Regions from separate parts of the Sus scrofa genome. Here all the other regions are linked to region 3. A link is a contact called in public Hi-C and HiChIP or PLAC-seq data. All regions are on one chromosome and are shown on one strand. Each heading gives the region's core, a stretch centred on a gene start, on an enhancer-like site or on the middle of the called end of the contact. The rest is flanking DNA. Distances are from core to core; before and after follow the strand shown. Region 1 overlaps FOXP1 (forkhead box protein P1). Region 2 overlaps FOXP1 (forkhead box protein P1). Region 3 overlaps FOXP1 (forkhead box protein P1).

What was found. A called contact is a pair of places that touch in the nucleus more often than the background predicts. HiChIP or PLAC-seq counts read pairs in DNA pulled down with a chosen protein or histone mark.
Region 1: a contact with region 3 is called in a Hi-C map of liver, with 1.9 times the contacts expected there. The contact joins two enhancer-like sites. A contact is called at or near these places in 1 of 47 Hi-C or Micro-C datasets (liver) and 1 of 2 datasets of contacts at active chromatin or transcription factors (alveolar macrophages).
Region 2: an H3K27ac HiChIP or PLAC-seq map of skeletal muscle shows a contact between it and region 3. The contact joins two enhancer-like sites. A contact is called at or near these places in 2 of 47 Hi-C or Micro-C datasets (liver and skeletal muscle) and 2 of 2 datasets of contacts at active chromatin or transcription factors (alveolar macrophages and skeletal muscle).

The regions. Positions count from the first base shown.
Region 1 is chr13:52,775,302-52,779,420 of Sscrofa11.1, reverse strand. The region is part of intron 3 of FOXP1 (forkhead box protein P1); the gene reads left to right. Among named protein-coding and RNA genes, the nearest start is that of FOXP1, 200 kb to the left of the region's middle. Within about 2 kb of position 1,355, at least 31 of the 83 cell types and tissues checked have an H3K27ac peak or open chromatin away from gene starts, as enhancers often do. A contact at or near this core is called in alveolar macrophages and liver, where this site is marked.
Region 2 is chr13:52,454,652-52,458,802 of Sscrofa11.1, reverse strand. The region is part of intron 7 of FOXP1 (forkhead box protein P1); the gene reads left to right. Among named protein-coding and RNA genes, the nearest start is that of FOXP1, 520 kb to the left of the region's middle. Within about 2 kb of position 1,607, at least 67 of the 83 cell types and tissues checked have an H3K27ac peak or open chromatin away from gene starts, as enhancers often do. A contact at or near this core is called in alveolar macrophages, liver and skeletal muscle, where this site is marked.
Region 3 is chr13:52,602,700-52,606,564 of Sscrofa11.1, reverse strand. All of the region lies in intron 5 of FOXP1 (forkhead box protein P1), which reads left to right. Among named protein-coding and RNA genes, the nearest start is that of FOXP1, 370 kb to the left of the region's middle. Within about 2 kb of position 2,399, at least 15 of the 83 cell types and tissues checked have an H3K27ac peak or open chromatin away from gene starts, as enhancers often do. A contact at or near this core is called in alveolar macrophages, liver and skeletal muscle, where this site is marked.

The DNA.
Region 1 (4,119 bases), core at 106-2,605, 170 kb before region 3:
GGCGGGGGCAGTAGGTGTGGGTGGTTAGGACAGTAAGAAAAAGGTTTCTAATTTTAAACTAGAGGAAGTCAGTCAATAAAGTTGACTCTTAATATTGAAACTTTACTAGGTCCAATCTGGAATTGGAAATATGTGATATTTTTTGCCCTGGGTAAACTTTATATTTTTTTAGGTGGGGAATATTTAGATCTTCCATTCATGCAGATTCACCATTTCCTTTATATACATGTTTTGAGCTCATGACATTTTTGTGAGCTGTTTTTTTTTTTTTTTTTTTTTTTTTTAAGTCACAGTTTTGGAGGAAGGAGGGGGGCTTGGAGAAAGTAGGGGTTTTTGAAGAAACCATATCATTTTCCACTTTGAAAAAGATTCTTCCTTAAAATGATGAACTGTGTTTGATTCTGGAAGTGAGCATGCCAGGCACGGGGAGGCAGAATTTCATAACATATAGTTTGTCTCAGATGGAAGACTTTTCTTCCCACCTCCATGGCGCTGCAGGGTAAATTTCTTTTTTTTTGTAGTAAAATATGCATAACATGAAATTGACCATTTTAACCGACTGTGTGATCATTTTAAACATTACTTCAAAGCTGTATGAGCAAAGGGAAGAAACAGATTTTCTTATTTGACCATTTTTACTTTGGGTCTCAAATAGTGCCATCCCAACAATTAGCTGGCCTTCGTTTATTTGAAACCAGAATAGAAAGTCCTCGTGGTACAAACCTTTGCTTTTTGGAGACTTGGGCTGTTTCTCTTCCTATAGAATTCCTCACCCCCGCCTGCCACATCCTTAGCGACACCCATCCGTGGGGGCAGAAAGGGAACTTGAAGGGCCTTTGGGGCAGCAAAGCCCTTGCCATCATGATGTTTGCTTTGGCAGAGCTTTCTGCCTTTGGTTTACAAGGTTGCAGTAAACACTTCCTTTGCATTTCCTGCTTACAGAGCAAGTGGCTTACATGTTGCACCGAGAGAGGGAAATTTCTCATTGCTCTGTTGAAACCTGCGTCTCACCGACCCTTGGAATCACACGGAAGGAGCCTGTGTTTCATTTGTCTGAGTGATCTTCCCCCCCTCCACCTTCCCTTTCCGAAAAGTCCCTTGGCTTGTTGACTTGGAAAAAGCAGGTTTTGAATTACATACAGCAGGTACTGAAGTCGGGCTGCTGGACGCGCTGTTTTCTGGGATGCTGACTTGCTGATAGAAAAGCGAGAACCAGTTTACAGTAGCTCTGACACCACTGTTACCTTTCTCCAGTCCTCTCCAGCTGCTCCCAGCCCTTCGGATGCCTTCGCCGTGCACACAGTTTGTTCTTGGGTGTGAAAGCAAACAGTATTTGAGTTGGCAGCAACTTCTCTTTCAGTGGAGTTTGCTGCCTCGGCAAGAAACCGCAGCGTGAGCTTTCTGCTGCTGAAGGTTTCCACTGGCAGGATGGCCTTTTCCCACATTTCCTTGGTTTAAGGAAACAGATTTTTTTGAACTTTTTTTTTTTTTAAAGACAAAATGCCAACATTTAACAGCTGGAGTTAGTATATAATTTATGGTTTTCACTTTACGTTCTTGTGGATGTAGAAAAATTAAAAATCCATAATTATTGTTAAATTATGCAAGGTTTTGCAAAAAGAGTGATTAAAAATAGACCCTCTGTTATGAGGAATTCAAGAAAGTCATTGTTACCCAAACAGGTATTCTCAATTATTCTATCTTTAATGGTTTTTAATTGTTATAATTTACTCATATTCTATTACATCTCTCAGAGGAGATGTTTCTGAAAGCTCTTTGTTTTTCTTTTGAGGAACAAGTAGGATTTTGTTCATTTGAACCTCTTCAGCTTTTTTTCCCCCCAAATCTTATTTTTTATTTTTTTATATGTCAGCGTGTTTAATCCCCACTTGAGGCAACGCTTCTTGTCACAGTGGTTTTCTCTGGAGAATCTTAACTCTGAGAGCAAAGCAGACTCAGACCTGCTCCCTGCCAAGGTGATAGTCTTGGTGCAGGAAGACCTGCACGCCTCTTGTGGAAGTGACCCACGTCTTTTTTATGCCACAGACTCTCCCTTTGAGGCGAGCTTCAGTTTTCGCACATTCCCTTTTGGAGATGTTTACGTCCACACCTTACAGATTTAGCATATAGATTCCTCATTGGCTGGAGGCCTTGCTAAATTGGTAACATATCAGAATCAGGAATCAAATGCAGGCAACCAATTAAAAAAGTGACTGCATGTTACCTCCAGACAGGTAGTAGTTCTGAGACTGGTGGGTTTTGCTGTTGGTTTTTTGTGTTTTGTTTTGTTTTTTTTTTTTTTTTCTTCTGTTGATAGAGGCAAAGATTCTGAGAAGTTTTATCAACATCCCCAAAAGCCACAGCTTTAATTAAAAAGTGGCTCTAACATGTTTGTTTTCCTGATTTCTCAGAAAATAAAATAGGAAGTGAAAAGGCTGTTCTCCTTGGTACAGTGTGTTGCTCTAAAGATGGTTCGATCTGCATGTTAGATTTAGGGTCAGAACATTAGCTGTGATGAATAACAGGGGACAAAATTTTTCTTTTCTTTTCAAGGATAGTGGCAGTTAATCATTTTTATCTGCCCGCCTTGTAGACTTGATTAGATTTATTATGTATGCCACGTGTTTATGGCATTTTTATTATATGTTGTTAATTTGTTGTAACTGCCACCACATTTTTTTTCCCCTTCTTGCCTTTTCTCCCTAGAGGACCCTTCAAAGCATCTAAGTGTCAACTGTTACCTTGTGCTTCGGGAAACTTTAATTTTTAATTTTAATAAAGGCGTATACCTTTACCAGTTAAGAAAAAATAAAAGTGTTACAATGTATCTTCTTAGAAAAGGAAGATTTTCAGTTTTGTTAAGTTTTTCTTCACGTCCAGGATGGATTTAGAGAATACTTATTTTTAAAAACACTTCACCTGAAACCCAGAAGGGAGCACCATCGAAGATACGCTTAACTGCGATTTTCTTTATTACTGGAAAGTCATATATGTAGTTTGCAAATCACTACCAGGTAGGACAACTGGGACGTGCATCGCTTCATCAACAGCAAAACATTTAAGCGGCTTAAAAAGTCAGGCCGTTGAATGATGCATTTTAGAACAACACACTCTTTTTTAGCTGACTAGCTCTCAGAATGGATATGGAATCTGTTAAATATAGAGGCAATTCTTTAAATAAGGCCGACAGTTAAAATTGGGAAGCAGGAGAATTAGATTGGAAATGATTTACGATGAGTCTACAGGACATTCAAAAAATAAAGTTAGAAAAGGAAATCCACTGGCTGTTTTGGCTACATTACAGCAAAGGATTTTTACTTTTCCTCCCTTTTGAATTGGCTGGGTACATAGGCAATGCAGAGAAACAGACTTTCAGGCAGAAAAATTGACAGCGTTTTTCTTCTTACTGTATGTTCTGGCATTGGTTCGGTATTGGCATTATAAGTCTCTGACTATAACTAAGTCAGTTTCTTGTTTTGACGGTTAGAAACCTTCTCAATAACAGAGAACCACCTATTCTCTTAAGAGCATTAGATGTTGAAATAAATAGAAGCTGGATTGAACAGCGGCTTTGTTTTTGTCATGCATTATGAACATATGGGTCCTTAGTAAATACCATTTGAAGATGACATGGATGTGTTTATTGAGCTTATAATATGTAATAATCACAGATGCATCAATCACTTTTAAGAATTAATATACATTTGTTCATATTCCACGCAAAGAAGTCGTTATAATTCTGTGGAGTCAACAATAGGAAATCAGAGAGACAGATTACAGGCAGTATTAAGTCCTTTGGGTGTGAAATGGTTCCGCTGACAGCTAAAACTTGTTCTGATGATGGCTTATTAAGCCATTTAAGATTCTTACTTACATTGGGAAGAGAAAAGAAATATGGTTTTAGAAAGTTCAGATGTAAAATCTTTAATTGTCCCAATTAGATCAATATTAAATTAACCAAGAAAATGTTGTTTACCAACTAGTAGCAGACGAGTTGAAGGTGATCAAGTTATTAAGCCAGCTTTTGACTTTTGTGTTCTAAGAGATGCCCGATCGTTTGATTCTTTCTTCCTCTACCCCATTCACCTCTTAGCTCCATATGTGTTTAAAATTGCCATA
Region 2 (4,151 bases), core at 358-2,857, 150 kb after region 3:
CCGAAGGAGGCCCTTGTCTCTTTAAGAGTCAGAACTCTACTGATTCATGGTGCACTGGCAGATTTAAGGCCCCTCTCCCTCCCCCCAAAAAAGAACGCCCAGTGGTTCTCTACTAAATATTCATGAGAGGGTGGGGTCACATTTTTGTGACCTGAAAAATCCCATTAATAAATTTGTTATCTGACATAAAAACACTTTAGGGTGGAGCGCGATCTGTGCTGTGCCCATTTACCATCTGATCATAAGTTGACAGTCAACTGGCGCTTTTGTCTCCTTTGCTGCCAGATTACTGGGGGGGGTGGGGGGTGGAAATTGCCTGTTCCGCTGCTGACCTGATTGAAATTCAGGCCTTTGCTTGATTGGAAATATTATCAATATGCTTTCTGGTTTGTAGTAACCTGCATTAACAGCTCAAATGGAAAAATACTTTCCAGTAAAACTCCTGAAATGACCGGGTTAGAATCTGTTGCTTTTTTTTTTTTTTTTAATTGAGGGAAACTAGGTAATCACTGATGTCACCACTACTCCTTTTCCTCATATATTTTGAGGAAAAATGTAAAAATGTTAGAGTTTTGTTGTTGTTTTTAAGGATGGGCCAAAAAAGTTTTTCTGTAAATTGATGGTAGATTAGAGAGGTGATTTCTAGAACTGCCGAAAATGATGAAATTAACCTGGCACTTAAATCATGCCAGTTGAGCCAACAAAGTTTAGCATATTGGTGACTTTTTTTTTCCACACTGTACTCTGTTTTAAATAGCATTAAAGAGCAGTAACTATTTCTGATAGAGGTCATCTTAAAGTGCTCAGTGAGAGTAGCCTGTGTTGTTGCTGTTGTTGTATAAATAAGAAAGGAATTTAGAGAATTATTTCTTAGCGAACGAGTGGCAGATGCTTTCTTCAGCAGCTGTCGTTCTAGAGGGGAAGTAGCTTGGTTCAGCGACGAGGCACGTTGGTGGTTATTTATTTCAACCCCTGTGTCGGGTTAGTTTCCCTCCGCGCGCACAAGCACACTCTGGCGAAGCCGACTCTTGGAAAGAAAGGGGGCGGGGGGAATCAAAGAGGCTGAGGCTTGGTTAAACCAGGGACGTGAAGCGAAAGTTCTCCCGCAAAGGCCGTTTTCGAGGAAGTTCTCCTGTGCTGTCTTTGAGCCCCGCATCCCCTTCCGATTCTAAACAGTTGCTCCAAGCAGTCAGGGCGTGCGCCGGGCGCGCCGGTTCCCCTGCTTTGCCGCTCGGGTTGTTCTGAAAGGCTGGGACAACTCTTTGTCAGTTTCCAAGAGGAAACAAACACGCCACCCCACCAAAAAGCCCCGACCCGGCAGCCCCGGCTGGAGGGAGAGATGCGCGCCGCGCCCGGCTTCCCAGACGTCAGCCAGAGGCGGGTCAAAGGGTTAACAGCAATTAAGCAGAGTTGCTCCCGAAACAAAAGCAGGGTCTCCGCCGAGCGCGATTTCACCTGCCGCGCGGAGGGGGCCGGGGGCGCGGGCGCGGGGCGCGGGCCGCGGAGCCCATTGTGTGGGGCGCGGCGCGGCGCGGCGCGGGGTGTTTAGAGGCGGGTTGTGATTGGTGGAGCAGGGCGGGGCGGGTGGGCGCGGCGCGGTGCGTCTTGTCAGCCCGCGAGCCGGAGCGCCCCTGCGCGCGTGCAGTCCGCCTGCACGCCGAGGCCGCCGGACCCCACGCCCGGCCCGCGCGGGCGCCCCGAGCCGGCTCCCCGCGCCTGGCGGCTACATGGAGAGTGTCAGGTTGGTCCCCATGATTGATCTTTGCCGTTCTGCTCTCCTTCCCCGGGCTCCGCGGTGCCAGCTTCCTGGGGCCTCGCTGGGGAAGGCAGGAGCGCCCGAGGGTTTCTAAGTTGAGTCTTTCGGAAAAAATAATAATAACAATCGCTGTTTACCAACTTGGGTGGGAGTTGTGCTCTGGAAGTGGAGGCGGGGGAGGGGGTGGAGGGGTGGGAAGAAGCAGCTCCAGGCCTGTGGGTCCTGGAAGAGAGAGATTTTACCCCCCTTTCTCTCTCGCTCTCCCTTTTTTTAAATGTTCATGGGTGGGGTGTAGTTGAGAGTTGGAGGAAGTCCTGCTTGTGTTTTGCTCTCGCGCTCTCGCTCGTTCTCTTTTTCTCGTTCGCGATTCTTTTTCTGCCGGTCTGGCCTTCAGGCAGCCACTTTGGTAAAGCCCTCGCCATCACTCCATTCGGGGGACGTATCTGGGGTGTGATTTATGTCACTTTTCAGAGCGTGTGAAATATACAAGGAGCCTTCCGTCTCAGCGTAACCCGGGTGGATGTTTCTTTGCTTCTGATAGTTTGTTTCTATATCTGTCTAGGCTATTTTCAGCTTAGCTGTTCAAATTCAAGGAGTTCATACACAGTTAAGGGTGGAGGGAGACGAATAGAGCCCCGTACCAAGACGGCCAGACCGGCGGAAGGACACTTAGGCAGGTTGAGGAGCCTTAGCCTCTGTTGCAGTACTTTGCTGGTTAATTAAGTAGTGAGTGGGGTTTGGGTAGGACGCGAAGCCGACTGAGGAATTGCTACGGGGTACTCCCATCCGAACCGGCTCTGAATGTAGCTAACTCAACTGTCAGATCTGCCTGAAAGAGGGTCGGTCGTGGAAACAGACTTTCTCCCCCCACCACCCCCCTCAAGTGTCGTGATGGGAAGGAGGGGATCTTTAGGAAGTGGGTGGTAAAGTTTTAGAGCAAAGTACATATAGACTCTTCCTCTTTGGGATTAACTCCTTCAAGGCCTGCCGGTTAGGAGTGAAATATCTAATAATTTTATATTCTTGTCCACACAGACCAAATGTTCTAATCAAGCCAATTTAAAAATGCAAATCACCTAATTTCCATAGATTCCAACATTTTGAAAGTGACACATTTGGGGGAAAAATTAAGCCTGATAACAGGAAATGTGAATCATACTATCAATGACTAATCTGCTTAAGAAAAAAAAAATAAGTTACATTTATTTTATTAGGAAGTCAGTGTTAAAGAAGCCATTTTTTTTTAACTTTAAATCAAGTGTCCCTTTCTTTTTTTTTAAGAAGTGGCCTTTTTTCTTTTCTTTTTTCTTTTTTGCTTTTTGTTCATTTGTACTAGATTTTCCAAGAGGAATGTGCAGTCAAAGGTGGTTTATGTGGTAGTGTTCAAGCTAGCATGTCATTGTCAAAACCCTCAAACATGATCACATTAAGATTCTAGTTTAGGGTCTGTTGCTGTTTTTGTTGTTTAAAAGAACACAAAGCTTCCTTGAATGTTAAGACTCATCACTAAGTAACCCACATGAAGGCAGAAGCACGTAGTCTTAATTGATACCCTTCGCTTACACTGAAAAAGGTCTAGTTCTATTTTACATGATTCTTTATAGCTGCCTGACACATTTCAGTGAAAAGTGTGTAAAAATGAAACCAAAATACAGACTGCCTACCCAGAGACACTGGCTGACTTACTCTAGGATGTGATAGAGCTGAACTGAAAACGGATTGGGCTGACACTTGATAATCAAAGTTGATTTATTGTTCATTAGTACTGCATTAGCCCTTTCAGGCAAGACGGTTATTTGTGTAGTGGCCTGTCAAGAGCGGGACTGCGAGCACCTGTCATTTCTGAGGCATGAGATAAGCAACCAAATATTAAGATGATATAAATAAAAACACCCTGGACTAGGTAAAGGGCCATATGATCATAAATTTTGTCTTAAAAGAAAAAAAAAAACCTGTAGGTCCATAATAATATATAAGAAAAAATCTGAGAGCAATAATTTTCTTTTTTTCTTTTTTTTTTTTTTTTTACCCTAAGGATGACTTATAGCATGAAAGTAATGGGCTTTACGGTCTCTCATTTGCCACAGGAACTTTCTACCCATATGTGCAGCTCATTTGATAAAAAGTTCGTCAGTTAAGGAAATGAGCAAAATATGTCAATTTTTTTAATCTAAGTAATTCAAGGAAGACAGGCTCCCATTTGTGCTGTGTTTTTAAATAAACATATTTCATTAAATGAAACTCTCCGAAGCATGGGTTGATGATATGAAAATGTGATGCCATCATAGCTAAGCTATGATAATGTGGGATAATAATGTCAAGTGCATTTTCTGCAATGTGTTTCACTCTCGATTTTTTTTTTCCTTCCCTCCCTGGAAGGGAATGATCTCATGAC
Region 3 (3,865 bases), core at 1,150-3,649:
GAATTATAGATGATGAATGAGGAATATGCTACTGATGGAATTTTTTAAAGCACATGAAGGTTCTTTCACGTCTTTGCTATCTTAACACGTTAGGTTTTCTCCCTTCCACTTTTATTTTTCATTTGTTTGGGAATGTTACATCAATGTTAATCTAAGTAGACTGTATGCCTATGTCTATGGATTCATCAACTTTGCAAAGGTAATGATTAAGCTGGACAAATGTGTAAAGCCACACAAAGAAAAGGCAGCTTACGTCTCACTTTTCTTTCATATATATAAAAATTATTCCCTTTTTATAATACCTGGGCATCATGGTCATTGTTCCCATTAAAAAAATACTGTATTTTGTGAAATGATACGATCTCTGAGGCATTTCCCATTATATAGACGCCGTGTCTTTAAATTATAGCAATTTCTTAAGATTTTAAGGCAAAATGGGCTCTTAGAAGTGTGATTAATAGCAGGGAATGAGGCTAATGCTGGGTCATCAGTGGCACTCCATTACAAAAAAGGTTGGACTAATAAAAGCATCCATCTTTTTGACCAATAAAGCATTTGAATGATATGCTTATAGTTTTTATCATAGAGTGGTTACTTGGTAATGAATAAACTCTGAACTTGCATTGAAGAAAGGCAGCTCTACTTAAGTGGCTGTTGCACTAGTTTTTTGATGATGTGAGAAAAGGCAAGTCTGGGAGGGAGGCTTGTGTTGGAGTGGCCGGTTTGATTTCCAGGTTGTCTTCTACAAGCGTAATACCCATGGCCCGGGAGTCCCATTCAGTTTAGAGAGTCTAGCTGGTTGATTATTTCTCAAGCAGCATAAGGGTATACAGTAGACTCTCTATCAGTGCCTTATGCATTGCATTGTTAGGAATACTATACTTAGGAGTCACGGATGTAGACTGGTCTCAGGATGGAACTCCTAAGTCTCCTCTTGCTCAGTTCCCCAAGACATAAGCTTGGACCACTCACTGGTGTGTTGGAAGAGGATTTTTAGATGGCTCATAAATCATTCACCGGTTCCCATTATTGTGAGTTGATGTTGCAGCAATTCCATTTTCAGTCTGTTTTGATCCTTCTGATACAGTCAAGAAGAAAGTCTCCATTTGGTGCGAGTGTGTCTTTAATCTCTCTTTCCCCATTGTAAGTTCATTATTTAACAAAGCAAGAACATGGCTTCCACCCAGAGCCTCTGTGGACACCAGGATCTAGCTAGAATTTGATTACATTCGTTGGGTTGTATTACCTTAATTAGAAAGTCTTTCTCTCTAAAGGGAAGCACACCGGTTTTCCATTTGAGGCAGTATTATAAAGTTTTCTCTGAAATAGATTTATGTTGGCCAAAAGTAAGTAATTTGTAAGAATAACATGGGAGATGTAGATGAAGATGGCAAAAATAATGAAGGTAGAAGTAAATGCTTGAGGTTTGGAAACTGGCTCAAGTGGTCACTATGGTAGCATGATCGCTCTAAGAATCTCAGGATTTCTAAGACCCAATCTTGGGTCTTCCCAGAGTTTCCTGGAGACTCTTTATTTTTGAAAATAGTTTATCAAACAGGTTGTATAAAAAATTCAGTCAGTGCCCTCTATCTTCCTCTTTGATGTATTTTTTTTTTCAATTTTTAAAGTTTTATTGAGGTATAGTTGATTTTTAATGTTATGGTAATTTCTTCTATACAACACAGTGATTCAGTTATGCATATACCCACATTCATTCACTTTCAGAGTCTTTTCCCACATAAATTATCACAGATTATTGGGTAGAGTTCCCCTGTGCTGTACAGCAGGTCCTATGTGGAATATTGGCCTCTTTCATTTATTTTAATTAATTTTTTAGTAAAGAAAGCTTCAAACATTTAGGTTCTGCGGGGAACAAAATAAGTAAAACAGACACGTGCAGGTAGAACTAAAGGTGGATTAGGGCAAGTTCCTCACCACAACTGGGATAGAGGAAAAAGGCATGTTATATCTCCCAGTCATGGGGAGGAACCCATAGAATCACCTTGCAGTTAAAAAGGGCCTCCATTTGGGTAATGGTTATGCGAGGCTTAGAAAACTCCAGGGCTCAGCTATTGGCCTTTACCAGGGAAATGGCTGCCACTCTTTGGATTATCATTTAGAATTGTAAACTAAAACCCCTTACCAGTCATTTGGTTCATTTCAGGCTCCAGGGATAGAAAATAAACATAAAGGTCAGGAGAACTCCTGGAAGAAACCAGAAGTGTGGAGAGTGGGTAACCAGCATTTTTCAGTGAAGATGGGGAACAGGGATGGGGGGATAGAGCAGGATTCTTTGATTTCATTTTTTTCTCTCTGTAGTTTTGCTGGGACATGGGATAAGGCCCTGCTCTGTGTCCTAGCCATCTCGGCCGCATGCGAAGAGCAGTGAGCATGGAATTTGAGAACGTTCCGTTCCCAAGGCATTTGAGGAAGAGTCTGTGTTAGTTGTTCCAGCAGCCAGACTTGCATCATCATTCAGGGTTTAGCAAGGCTGGCTTTCTTTCTCTGGGGCAGTGGAACAGTTTAATCCCCACAGGCTTTCTAGGGCAGAAAAGGGATTCATCTCAATGTCCGTTCCCTGTGTCTATAAGGTGCTAACAAGTCCTCAAGCCTGAGGAATTCTCTCCTCCTCAGGCACGGAACCCTCCGTAGAATTTTCGTCTCCAGACACTGTGGAGGCCTGAGGGGCTGTGTTGGTTTGGGGAAAGGAGAGAGTCAGCAGAGAGGCACTTAGGAAACAAACTATAGCACAACACAACCAAAACACACAAGAAAACCCTCTGCTATTTTGTGCCTTGGCAGTTGCAGAAGAAAGGCTAGATTTTTGAAGCAGAAGGTGGAATCAGGAGCAGCTAGAGAAGGTTAGGAAGTTTTTAATGGAAATGAGGGTGGGGGGAGAGGAGCTGGGAAGACCAGTAAAATTTTGGTTATACTTTTTAGACAGAGATGGGAATTCCAGTAATCTGATACTTACTAGTGTAATTGCCAGAATCCTCCGAGGTATATAGCCTTAGTTTTTTTTCTAATTTCATTTTCCTAGTTTCACATTTTGCTTTGGTATCCAGCAGTGTTGTGCTATACTTGGCAATGACACAATGCTAAATTTTTAAAAAATTAATTAACTGATTGTGAATGTAAGACAGAGATAAATTACCAAACTGTCGTTCGGTATGTTTTTGCTTATTACATTTTAAGTAATAGAGAAATGTTCTTCACCTGTATCAAATTTAAGTAGTTTAATGATGTTAAAGTATCTGTAAAATAGATTCAAAGAAATGTTTTGATTGCAAATGGTATTCCTAAATATAGAATCTATGATAAAGTTTGATAACGTTCTTAGGATAAACAGCATGCTGTTCTATATGTTAGGACACAAGAAAACACATTTTTGGAGAAAAAACCCTTCTTTGTAACACTTTGTTAGTGGACACATTGAACTTATTCATTATTGGCTTGGAAAACCAGGATTTCTTTGATAAGCTCACAACATGAACTCTTGAGTCCTTCTATGTAACATCAACTGATTAGGATATTATATATAATCTTTTTTAAGGGCAGAATCATCACCTAGTTTAGTTGGATTTTTGCAGCGTGGTTGGAAATGCTACAGATCTGTTTGTGGCTCTAGAATGCTAAAGTGTATCTTGGAACAAGAAACTCGGGGAGAAAGAAACATTAGCGTTTTCCTTCTAGATGAAAATATTTAAGATTGGAATCAGTGTTTGACCCATATATTTCATTGATAAGAGAAGATGAGCCCAGGAAATGAATGTGTGGTTATTCAAGCATGAAAATATTACAGTCTTTTCAATCTGTTGCTAGATCCAACCTATAGTAGTTGAAGCACTGTGGATGCTTATTTTTA